2 separate regions of the Gossypium hirsutum genome follow, and region 1 is linked to region 2. The links are chromatin contacts, called in public Hi-C maps. All regions are on one chromosome and are shown on one strand. Each heading gives the region's core, a stretch centred on a gene start, on an enhancer-like site or on the middle of the called end of the contact. The rest is flanking DNA. Distances are from core to core; before and after follow the strand shown. Region 1 holds the start of LOC107914613. Region 2 holds the start of LOC107914609 (F-box/kelch-repeat protein At3g06240).

Evidence for each region. A called contact is a pair of places that touch in the nucleus more often than the background predicts.
Region 1: a Hi-C map of leaf shows a contact between it and region 2, with 2.4 times the contacts expected there. The contact joins the promoter of LOC107914613 here to the promoter of LOC107914609 in region 2. A contact is called at or near these places in 2 of 34 Hi-C or Micro-C datasets (hypocotyl and leaf).

What each region holds. Positions count from the first base shown.
Region 1 is chrD10:21,701,437-21,708,104 of Gossypium_hirsutum_v2.1, reverse strand. LOC107914613 reads left to right here and starts at 1,778. Exons shown (of 7, transcript XM_016843566.2): 1 at 1,778-2,238; 2 at 3,031-3,102; 3 at 3,200-3,267; 4 at 3,555-3,702; 5 at 3,796-3,879; 6 at 4,214-4,306; 7 at 4,890-5,108. The coding sequence starts at 1,948. The coding sequence ends at 4,895.
Region 2 is chrD10:21,544,681-21,551,257 of Gossypium_hirsutum_v2.1, reverse strand. It overlaps LOC107914609 (F-box/kelch-repeat protein At3g06240), which reads right to left and starts at 3,755. Exons shown (of 2, transcript XM_016843561.2): 1 at 2,435-3,755; 2 at 1,016-1,871. The coding sequence starts at 3,628. The coding sequence ends at 2,474.

The DNA.
Region 1 (6,668 bases), core at 529-3,028, 160 kb before region 2:
TAATAATATCGTTTTCCATAAGAAAAGAAATAATATATTGATTAGTTCAAAAAGTTATGCGTTTATATAAAATATAAAATATAAAATATAAAATATATAGACAAATATATTGGGATTTTAAAATATTTTTATTCTAATAAAAATTATATGCGAGGAGATACTTTGTTTTTCTTCCTTATCCAATTTGTTCTCAATTCCAATAATTTAACATTTAGAAAAAAAAAAGACATAATAATTTTGATTCAAGCCCCACTTGCAGCATCCTTCTCCAACAATTTTCCAACTCACCATTAATAAATCCTCCCATCAACTATACATCAACTAGAGAGAGTTGACAAAACCAAATAAAAATAAGGAAAAGAATCCATTGATTTGTTGTAAATTTTAATCAAGCTTCCCTTATCTTAACAAATCTCCACCCAACTTGCCACGTCTGATTTTCCTAGCACCCATATTTTATTTTATTTATTTTCTGTTAGTTTTGTTGAAAAACTTCAATCCAAATTAACATGATCACACATATTCCCTACTCAAAATTATTTCATCCACAATTATTTTTTATTTTTATATTTTTCTTACTTTAAAAGAAAATGACTTGTTAAATTGTATTTTATAAAAATCGAGAGATTAATCTAATTGAATTACAATTACAATGTTGTCATTAAATCCTTGACCTAAAAGTTAATAGGTTCATATGTATAGAATTGATAAAAAAATCGATAGTTGAATAATTTCTATCTAAAAATTTAGTAATTTAGAGAAATTAAAGCAATATTACATGTAAGATAGAATTTAAAAAATAATTTGTGCTGTTAACTGGATAGGGTCCATTAATCTAGTTTCAAATTTAATCAAAGATGAATGATGAAACTTTCATGTATTTGTTTAAGAAGTTGGAGTTGGATTCCGATTTTAAAATTGTTTTTTAGAATTCATTACCCATCCTAAATAATGATTAAATTTACGTCAAAATTGAGTTATAATTCAACTTAAATGCTTGAAGTTTAACTAATGATATTTTACTAATTAAATAGGATAAACTCACTCAATTACAAAATGATCAATTAATAAATCAAGTTTATCTTTTTTGGTCGTCAACCGTTAATTAGATAATTAAAAGATGACTTGGCAGTTATAAAGATTGGTGCAGTAACGAATTTAGTCTTGATTCTTAAAAATTGGTCTTATTATTTACACTTTGCATAATGTAGTCAAAATTTCAAAACTTAGATTTTATTATTGAAAAACTAGTGATTTAAAAAATATATAAAAATATAAGTTTTGAAATCTTGAGATTGAAAGTTATTTTTTTTAATTTTTATAATTAGACTAAATTATGTAATGTGTAAATATTAAGGACTAATCTTTTGGAATCAAAATCATGTGAATGCTAAAAGTTGAAGTTGTTATCATCTTAATTTTTATATTTGCCACATGCCTTTCCATTCCCTAGTAAATGGTTGGTAATAAAAAAAAATCCGGAGAATTATTTTATAATTTTTTAAAATTAAGTGATGGACAATATAATTTACCCATTTAAATATTTGAATTTTACTCACGGAAACTGGAACTTGACTTTGAGTTTACGCCCGGACCGAACCGGCATGCTAATAGCAATAAATTGCACTTGGCCGAAGTTAAATGGTTTGGTCCAAGGCTCCAAGCTGACCACCACCTACAATACCAAAGCTTGTACAACCGTTTAGGTACGGCAACATATTTTAGTTGGGACAAACTCGATAATAAAAACCCAACCAAAGGTCATTTTCGTCAAACAAAACATAAGTTGGTCCCTTTCGTAAATTCCGCCAACACACCACCTTTTTAAAACCCTCCCCACTTCTCCACTCTCTCTCTCTCTTTCCGTTTATTAAAAAAGAAAAAAACTGTACATTCAAACCCCAAAAAAGTACATTAGGGAGAAAGTGAAAGGAAGGGAAGAAAACAATGGTGGATGATTTCATGGTATGTGTCGACAAAATTATAGCATCTGCAACTTGTTTTGAGTCTTCTTCAGTGAATGAAGGACAACCAAACTCAAATACAGCTGCTGGGAATACTAATGTTGATTTTCCTATGACGAAAGCAAGTGGTGATGGTGATGGTGGAAAAGAAGGAGATGGAAAAACTGGGTATAGTTCAAAGAAGGTGAAAGAGGTGGTGGAGTGTAGGATATGCCAAGAGGAAGATGATTTGCTTTCTTTGGAAGCTCCTTGTGCTTGCAGTGGCACACTCAAGGTCTTTACTTTTCTGGGTTTTTCTCGCCTTCTGTTTTTAAAGTTTTAAGTTTATATTTCTGGGTTTTTTGATTGTATGATTTAGATGACTCTGATCGTATGTTTCATTGGTCTTGCCAAGCTCCTTTTTTTTTTTTTTGTGGTTAGGAGAGGAGTAGTTGTAAAAAATATAAAAAAAAAATTATTTATGCTTTGGTACTTTTTTTTCTTTTCCTTTTGGGGCTTTTCCTTTGACTTTGTAGCTCTAGTGATGGTTCTTTGTTATTGGCTTATTGCATTATACAATTTAATAATAGTAATAAAATACACAACTTATTGCTAATTCTAAAACCGGGCTTTTTTAGGGGCCGGCTTTGTTGGGCTTCAGTTTTGTAGCAATGGTGCTATGATGTTTTCTAGGTAGTTTTATTGGTTTTGGAATGCGAGCATTTCTTGGCATTAGCATATGCCTTGTTTGAGTTTCCTTTTGACTTTTTCTTTCTTCATACGTTATTTCCTAAGCTTCAATATGAAAATTTCAAATGGTGTTCTTTTTCTATTTTTGTAAAAGATTTTAAAAGAAAAGAGAGTATATTCTTACCTGTTTCCTTTTCTTCTTTGCATTTGCATGACTTCTACTAGGTACTCATATAGCCAATACCTAACTTCATTTTTCCTAAAGTTTCAGTGTCCTGTATCCGACATATATGGAAAACCATAGGTTGTTTATATGGTTATCCGGTTTAAGATGGGTTTGTAGTTTTAAATGTTTGAAGTATCTTTTTAACTTATTGTGTATACATTTTTGTTTCAGTTTGCTCACAGGAAGTGCATTCAAAGATGGTGCAACAAGAAAGGTGACATAACTTGCGAAATATGCAAACAGGTTGGGGTTGTTTTTAGCCCTTTTCTTTTAATTTGCATACATAAAAAAAGTACGTGTTTGATGGATAATGTGTACAATATTGCTCTGTTTTTATCAGGTTTTTTCACCAAATTATTCTCTTCCTCCGACCAGAAGCAATCCAGATGTTCTGGCAATTGACATTAGGTAATCCTCTTTTTGGTTAACAGCTTCTACTTCTGTGTCTTTCCTGTTGGACCATAGGAGATATTTGTTCATCCCATTCCTTCTTAAATACAATATCTACGTTTTTTGGTTGGTTTCAACTTGTATGCTCTCGGACAGATTCTCACTGAAAATGCTTGTCACTTCATTGATAGCAGTTGGAAGGCTGTAGTATGACATCCTTGTTTGTGATCTCGTGTATTGAATTGTCCCTGAATTTTCATTTTGATTATTTTGTTATGTTTGCTTTGAATTATCTTCATGATCAGGCAAACATGGAGCCCGCATATTGATCTCCGTGACTCGCACCTTCTAGTGCTAACTACTTCTCAAAGCCAACTACTCCAATCAGAGTATGAAGATTATGTTGCTGCAAATAGCAGTAGCCTTGCCTGTCTTCGATTGGTTGCCCTCGTTGTAAGCAAATAATGCTTAATTATTTTCTCAACGTTCTTTACTCAAGAATTATAACTCGTCTCATGTTTGGAATGTTTTGTTGGTTTGTTGCAGTTGCTTATCATCCTGCTCGTACGCCAACTTCTTATGTTGACAAGGGATTTTGGCATGATACAGGAGGCATCAACTTTCATTAACGTGAGTTCAAATCGACATCTTTGGAATATCTATTGCACCATAGTAGTTCCTCAGTCTGCATTTGCATGTTGTGCCTTAATGCTTATATTTTGCATACAAGCATTGGACACGATGCCAAAGCAATGTCATACATATGTGCCAGATGTAAATTTAAATATGTTGTTGCACTTTGTGTTATAAGTTGAAACATTTTCTTTTAAAATGATGCTTGATAAGAGTACAGAGGTAGTTGTAAGTCTAGATAATGAAGGATGTGGGCTGCTCGGGATACTTTTACATTTTCTTTGTTCTTTTTTACTTCTAGCTAAGACTGAATTAGAATTTTGGTCAGCAGTTTCAGGTTTTGCTTCTCCAATTTGCTGGCTTTCTTCTGCCAACGTATGTGGTGGCCCGCACATGGTACTTACAAAACCGAAGGAGGAGACAGGTTAGCTCCTGATATATGTTCTTCTTTCTTTGATGTCATGGCTAATATCAGATATGTTTCTTCTACCTTTTTTAAACCGTAATGTTCTAATGGCTCATCGTGCATTTACTTTTTATGCTATACATTTTGTGCGTTTCATGTAGTCTAGTTTGATTGAACCCCCTTTTGTACCAAAACAGGAGCCCCTCTATTCCTGCATAATGATATTGCACGATAAAGATGTGCAAGACTAACAGAACTGTAACGATAGTAAATGTTCTTGGACGACATTGACAAACTTATATTGCTCCAGATCTTTGTTTTCTTGAAGCATTTGAATTTGGAAAAATCTTAGAAAATATTGAATGTTCCCGTGTTTGACACTTACACCTAAGTCTGAGTAACTTCCATGAAGTAGTTTCCTTACTGTAAACATCTCTGTATGGATATTGGATAATGTATTGTTGAGCACTGTTTGGTGGTATTGAACTGTTTGTTCTTCAATGTGATTTCAAACTAAACTTGTCAGAAAATAGCTTTCTATCTGCAGTTTTCTTCCTACCATTTTAATTGAAAATTTTTTCTCTCTCTTGAATGTTTCAAGGGTTAAACCAGCAATGTGTTATCTGCATTTTCGGGTAGGAGGCTGTTGCATTGGTGAGGGCAGAGAAGCAAGTTGTGTTGTTTTCCATAATTGCATAAAGGCAATTTCCCAAGTTGTAATGAATGAAAAAATAGCCAAAAAAGAATGGCTGAAATCCTTTGTATCTGTCTACTGAAGAACTCGGAAGCAATTGTATATGTGATTACGAGTTTTCTTTTACTCGTTTGTTTAGCAATTCATATCAATTAGAGTTAGGCCTATTATGATAATCAAATTGCTTGGGATTAAACTAAAGCTCTTATGCTTACAGTATAATATTTTTATGCTCTTGTCATGGGCCAAGAGATTGTTGGCAAAAAAATATGAATTTTTTAAATTAAATTAAATTATTATATACATAAAATAAAATTATTCATTTTTAAAAATTAACAACATTAATTTATATATATTATTTAAATTAAATAATAATGATTAAAATATTTTTTTACATATTTAAATAGAAATTGACATAAATAGTATAATATTAATTGTTTATTTATCATTAAACTATTAATTTTTAAGATTTAGAGCATTATATTAATATCAAATATCACAAAATAATTATTAAATTAGTATTTAGTGTCACATTAATTGTATAAATATTTTAAAATCTAAAAATGTTATAATAGTTATTAAATATTATTCATATTAATATTGTATACAATTAAAATTCTCATATTTTTATATTATAAAAGTATTTATTACTAAATATTTATAAATTATAATCTACATATTTATTATTAAAATATTTTTTAATAAAATGTTAAGAATGTTCCCTAAAATTTAGAATAATTAGTAATGTTGGAATCTATTGTTAAAATAATATATTTGTAACGCCCCAAAATTTTGAGAATTTAATTGTGAGTATTTGCAGTAATTTAGTTTCTATATCTGTGGTCCTGTGTTTTGTTATTGTGTTTAAGGTTTGGAGTTTGAGTCGCATTGTTAATAGTTTTATCATTTTAGAACTACCCTATCCATGCATTACATAGTTAAGTATAATTATGTACGAATCTATGTTAAGAATGAGTTTGCTGATTTATTGGTTAAACATTTGTCTATATTTCGTCTAGTCTCAAGTTCAAATTCCACCGTATTTGTCAGGGAAATTTTTGCTTGTTGTCGAAAGTATGCTGGTGTTAAGACAAAAGCATTATTATTTTTAAATGTTTTGTACACTTTTTTTTTCTTTCCCTTTTCTTTCTTTTTCTTTCTTCTTTTTACTCCTTCAATTTCTCCTTTTCAATTGTGTTCAACAAGTGAATATTGGAATTAGTGAGACCCCTAAGTTGTTGGAAGATTTCTGTGTAAGTTCTGTCGGAATCCTTAAACCTCTGCGAAGTTTCGTTAGTTTTTTGTTGCGTTGCTAAATTGGGAATTCTTTGATTGTTTTGCATAAACTCTTTGATAATTAGTCATTTTGTTTTCCTTAGGCGTGAGTACGGAGGGAGGTGATCCTTTGCGTGTTGTGCCGATTTAGTACTGTTGAATTGTCGGTAAGCGTTCGTCGTCGAAAGTTTAACGTTGAGGTTTTGACACTTTTGCTTGAGTGTTAATGTATGCGTTGATTCATTGTTATAGTTGTTTGATTGGTTGTTGAATGGTTAAGTTAGGTTCCAAGATTTCTCCGTGTTATTTCTACTTCAAAATCTCTTCAGGTGCGTGCCAAAAACTTCATTTTTCATGAATTTTGGGTGCCCAAAAAAAAAGCTGTAAACTCCACGACCGTGTGCCAGGCTG
Region 2 (6,577 bases), core at 2,506-5,005:
TGAAAGAGAAAATGGGGCATATTTGGTAGCTAACCTTAGGAATTTTAAATGTCGAATATAATAATTAAAGAATGAGCATGTAGAGTGTGAAAAGGTATACATTAATAAAGGTGTAGATGTTAATATTCGTATGAAGGCAGCTTTTAAGAAACAATAATAAGTGAAATGATTAATAAAGATGAGAAGATTTTAGTCCACCAATACTAGATGGTAGTACTTCATGGACTTCTTTAATTAATGCAACCCAAATTATTTAAAACCCAATGCAACATATGAGGTAATGAGTGAACCCTTAGAGAATAAAAATAGAAATAATTGTTCCAAAATTAATGAAAAAGGTAGGGATAGGTGAACTTAAAGACTAATTGAAGAAGATAAGGATCTATAGTTAAAATTAAAGAAACTTAAGAGTCTTGAATAGATCGATGATGCATTTTGGCTAAAAGTGAATGTAAAAAGAATGTAAAGGAAAAAGAAGAGCAAATGAAGGAAAAAGTTATGATCACCGATTACCAGAAGTGGAAATGCAAGAATGAATCATATGAGAATTTCATGCAAATGAAAAAAAAGGAGGCGCGGATGAGTGGTTATAGAGGTGTTCATGGGTTGGGCCTAGTCAGGCCCAACAAAAAATTTAGGCTTGTTTGTTGTGCTTGTGCTCGGTCTGAAAATAGACTTAAAATTTTGTTTAAACTCTACCCGAATAAAAATGTTAAATTTCAGGCCCAGTTTGGCCCGTATTAAATGTTTTATATTATTTTTATATACTTTTTAAATATATATAATACATAAAAAATACTAAAAACTTTAAAATAAATGTTTTCCAACAAATTAAAAATAAATTTTAAAAAATATGTATACTTAAATAACACTAAAATAGATACAACTTAACAAGCAAATGCCTCTAAAAGAATAACAAAATTAACAATAAAACAAGTGTTATACAATATTCAAACAATAACAACAAAATAGCAGTAATATAATAGTAAAATAGTAGCAAAATAAAGAGAAAACAACAAGATAATAACATTAAAACAACAAAAAGTAGCAATTTTTTGTCCTTTTGTGAATTCGGGCAGGACTCAGGCCAAAAATATCTTTTTTTTTTTACCCAAACTCATTTTTCGAGTCTATATTTTTATCCAAACCCTCTCAATTTTCGGGTGAGCCTTCGGGTTGAGCTGGGTACCCGACCCATGAGCAAGTCTAATTGGTTAATATATCAACATTGGATCATGATAATTATAATAAAATAAACACGTAATCCTTGAATCAATGACAAGCAAGAATCATGAAGAACCCCGGCTTCCCTGTATATATAGAAAACCTGGAATTTAAGCCCTCACCTTAACCATCTGCTTTATCCAATCTCTTCCCCGTTATATCATATGCTTTCATATTTGAGTAATTAAGTACTTTGATACAGATAGATTTAATTTTGAAGTTTTTCAAATATTTGGAAGTTTCATCCTTGAAGGGTCATAGTCGTGTATTCATGTTCGAATTTATGTTGAATAAAAATATGGACTACGCGAATAAATGAACAGTAGAGCAACCTAGCTCATAAGATTCTTTCTGTACTTTTCATTTTTCTTGAAGCATCCGTAACTAGTGTTAGGCACCATTTTAGATACGGACGATCACCAATCTAGGTAATAAGTCAACTGTGGTGCCATGAGGACTATCTATTTTAAAAATATCACTGCCAATTTTGCTCCAACATCTCAGTTTTCTTTAAGCACCCATATCTAGTATTCGTGTTAGATTTCCAGATACGGGTATGAGAATATGATCCTCCAAATACATTAAAAGCCATTCATCATACCTGTACTCAACACACGCTCTAGTCCAAAAACCATACATCAACACCACTGCAAAAATGAGAAACTAGCTGATAACGATTCATGATAGTATAAGCTGCCCCAAGTTGCATAGGCAAGCAACTGGGAATGGAAATTATAAAAAAAGTGGGAGAAAACACACAGACAAGCAATCTGTATTCAGTGGATTCCTAGAAAACAAAATTATTTGAGCTAATTACACTGTTTCATTTGGATCTAAAAGTACAGACAATAAGTCATGATCATCATCATAATAGTTCCTATTGTTCAACATCAAATTACATTCATCGATTCGAGACATCTAGCTCTCTAAACAACTATTCGTGTATGAAAAGCACACCATATCCAGCATGTATATGCACTTGCAGATCGTATGTGCAGGTTATTAGATCTGCAGATAAGAGTTAACAACTAATTGATTCTCTAGGCAGAAATCTAGCAAATTCACTGAAACAACCAAAAAAACATACAGACAAGGCAGAGGCTAACATCTTTAGCTTGCGTATAGAACGAACAAAAACAGAATTTTTGGAGAAAGACAATATAGTCGCCATAAATTGCATATCAAGAGAGAAAATCCCATGAAATCTTACCTCTTTTGTTGTAGTCTCCTTCCATTTTCATATTCAATATCAATCCGATGCGTCTCCAGCCGGCCGACGTATTATAAGTTCCTCGCGCTCTGATCTTCCATTGATTGGAACCAAGCTCTCAACATAAGCAATAATCTGCATCGTTTCCTGATAAGCATGGATACCAAGACTTTTAAGCTCTCGTGTGGAGGGGTCAAACAACACAAGTTCATGATCCGAGCTCTCGAGAAACAACTCACCATTTTTCCAAAACCCCAAAGGCCTCTCAACTCTAGGAAGAGATTCAATACTGAATTGTTTAGTCCATGATCCATTCATAACCCATAAATCAAAAGATTTGTCAGTCCCTTCCCTTGGGTAAACAATAGCACCAAGCAGTCCATTGAATTCCAAAAGTTCCAAATAGTATTCAGCTAAAGACCCACCAAATTCAGGCAATGGTAAAGCAGAAAACTTTTCATTGACCATATCAAATGAGAGAATAAGGTACTCAGAGTCCCCAATTGCCTGCCAATAATAAAACCCGTTTACGTAATTATTAAACAAAGGAGATCCATAAGGTTGAACCCCGGGAACTGAAATCTCCTTCCATGAATCGCTTTTAAGTGAATATAACTCAACTTGGTGGTTCCAATCACCCATTAACCCTTCATCTTCATTCTCTTCAAAATAATTAGTAACAAATCTTACCACTTTGTAGTCACCACTTTGAGAATCAAACCCAATACCAACGCAACCAAAACTAGTGGAATCTACTGAAGGAGGGCGTTGGACTGTGGATTGAGGGAGAGTTTTAAACTCTCTAGTTGATGGGTTCCAAAGGGCAACCTTATCAGCATCATGTAAACACAACAATCCATTACAAGGACCTGAAACCACAGGGGCATACCAACAATCCTCGAAAAAGGGTAAGTGAATGTTGTGTTGTACCGAAAAGTTTTGGCCTTTCTCAGTTGAAAGTTGAGAGAAATAGTAGATGTCATCACGGGTGTTACCCAGACAACGTTTGAGGAGGAGATTAAGGTTGTTGTTGTGGAGGTTGTTTTGCTGATGTTTGGTAATGAAATGAGGGGTTTGAAAAGATGAACACCAAGGCTTACAAACGCACCTGAAACGTGTCAAGGACTTAACTGGAAGCTTTGACAGAATCTCCAACATCACCATTTCTGGTACCTCAACTCTAGTTTCGGGCATCTTCCCTCTCTATCTTATCTATTTCCTCTGTCTTTTGATGAATGATTTCATTTGGGGTAAGAGAATGTGAACTAAGAAAAAAGAAGACAAAACTGTAACAAGTAACATTACACGTTTTCTTATTTGGTATACAACAATAACAAAACAACGTTGAAGATGTGAAACAAAGTGAAGGTTAAATTATGCTATTATAGTCCCTGTAATTTATGAAAGTTATGGATTCAGTCATTAAAATTTAATTTGATCAATTTTAATTTTTGTATTCTTTAAATTGATCAAGTCTACTCCTTTTACTTTTTAAATTTTAAAGTTTTAGTCTTGACCCCAAAAAGTAGCAATTAAATTTGTTTAGTTAAATTCAATTACTAGTCATTTAGAGTTGTAAATTTAGTTCATATTCTCAAATATAATCATTCTAAGTCTTTATACTATTAAAATTTTGAAATTTCAATCTTTATGCAAAATACAATCGTTAATCCATTAATTATATTTTTAGTGAATAATATGTGGAAATAACTAGCTTACATAACATTACGCATATGATAATATGTTTGTCGCATCATATTTTGAAAATAGCATAACTTAATGAATTTAACAATTATCATTTGATGAGTTTTGAAATTTTAAAATTTGAACAGTAGAAGGGTTAAAATGACCAAATTAAAGTATATAGACTAAATCCACAACCTTTGTAAAGTACAGGGACTAATAACTAAATTTAACTTAAAGTTGAACTACGGCCAATGTGTTTGATGGGCCTGGCCGAGCCCTCTGGTAATTCTCAAAACCCAAGAGCTTATCCTGGGTAGGATTAGCACAATAATGGCCATATCCGTATAAAAATGCATATACTAAATTCGGAGTAAATTGAAAAGGTTAAAGTATTTTGTTAGTCCTATACTTATATATAATTTGAGATTTGGCGCATCTACTTTAAAAGTTAAAAATTCAATCCTCATACTTTTTTAATTTAAAAATCCTAATTTAATCATTATCGTTATTGTAGTTTCTGTCAAAATTTATTAATTTAACATGTTTATTTAAAATCAATCATATGTCATGTTATATAATGACAACCTAATCAAAATTCTAAGTTGACAAATTTTAACAGAAAATACTTAAAATTTTAATGATTGGACTGTGATTTTTTAAATAAAAAATATGAGGACTTAATTTTTAATTTTTTAAGTACATGGATTAAATCTCAAATTTTGACAAAATTCAGAGACTAACATCATATTTTAACCAATTAAAAATATCTAATATACTAGGAATATAACCCCCAGTCTTTTATTTTTTACTAAACAAAAAAAATCAAGAATAGGGATAGCATACATTACATAGTAATCCTGGAAGAGCAAACAACTAAATCAAAATTGGTCAAAAAATAGTTGAAAATACAAAAACAACACTAAACTTGATAGCATTGATAAATAGAAAATAGAAGCATGACAAAAAGTATAAATCTGATACAAACATATCAACCTCCCATATGAAACAATCCATAATTCATGAAAAACTCTCATCATCTCATAAAAATCCCTTCCAATCACTATACTCCACAATTCATGATAATCTCTTAACAAAATTAATTATTGAAAGGATACGGGAGACAGTAGATAATATTACAAATTTACAACATAAAACTAGTAGAAAGGAAAAAAAATTTTACAAAGAAAGAGAGGTTGGTGGATAAAAGTAGATATGAAGAGATGTTGGTGGATCAGAAGTGGATAGAGAGAGGTTTTCTAAACTTTTTTTCGATGTCCCCTTAGGCTTCCTTCATTTCCCTTTTATAAGAGAAATTTTTGAACTCTATTTAACTTTCTTTGAATCTCACACAGTTTTTCTGATAAGGATAATGTCTTATTATTGACTTGGCATGGTTGCTTCCACGTTGCTTCCTTTTTTGTCTACATATGGATGTCGTTTTCCCAAGTTGCTCTATTGAATGTCATTTTCCCACGTAGCTTCCTTTTTTATTTTTACTTGGATGTTGTTTTCCCAAGTTGCTTCCTTAATTGGTTTTTTCCACTTGGCTTTTATCTTGTCTGGATATTAACTAGATTCATTTCCTCCATTTCATCTAGTTGTAATGAATCTATTGACAATCTTGGTAAGTTCCAATTTTCCCACGTATTCTTGATTTCTCCTATTATGTGTGATGGAAAATCATCAATCTCCATGTCAGCTATCTTTTTTAATAGTTGCATGGATTCTTCGTCTCTATCATCCTGAGTGTTTCTAGGATCATATGTCAATATTCTTTTTCCATCAGTCCATAGACTATAAGTTTTTTGTTGAAGTAAATATTGGGCTTTGGTCATTAAATCTATTCCTGTTTGGATCAAATAATAATTGGGATTATTATAATACTTGTCAATATTTTTTTATCAAGTGTCTTTTTTCTTAACTACTGAAAGTTTGGGACCTTCAAACATTTTTTTAATGATCCAAATTAGATATGGCTGATAAAATTTTTCTTTTTCAGCTATACCAATAAGACTACTGATTTCAAGATGAAAATAATAATAAAAATCATCTTCATATATCATACGTAATAATATAAATTTAATAAATGTAGAAAAATCTTTTAATAAATGGAAAGAAAAATTTTTGAGTCTGTTTTAGACCAGATAAAAGGTTTATCCTTTTTTAATTTTTCATATAACCTACCTATTTTTTCAGATAAGTTAGGAATAATTAATAATTCCTAAAAATTGTTGAAGTTACTTTTTATCTTTAATTTTTTCAAGGAATTCTTTTATTTTTATTATAATATGATCTTGTAGTTTAAGACCATCTGCAGATAATTTTAATCCTAAGAATTCTATTTATGGTTTTTTCTAGCTCTATTTTCTTAGGACTTAGTAGTTTTATGAATTCTTGAGAAATGATATTTAAATGTTTTCTATGTAATTCTAATGTGTCTGAAAATATTAAAATATC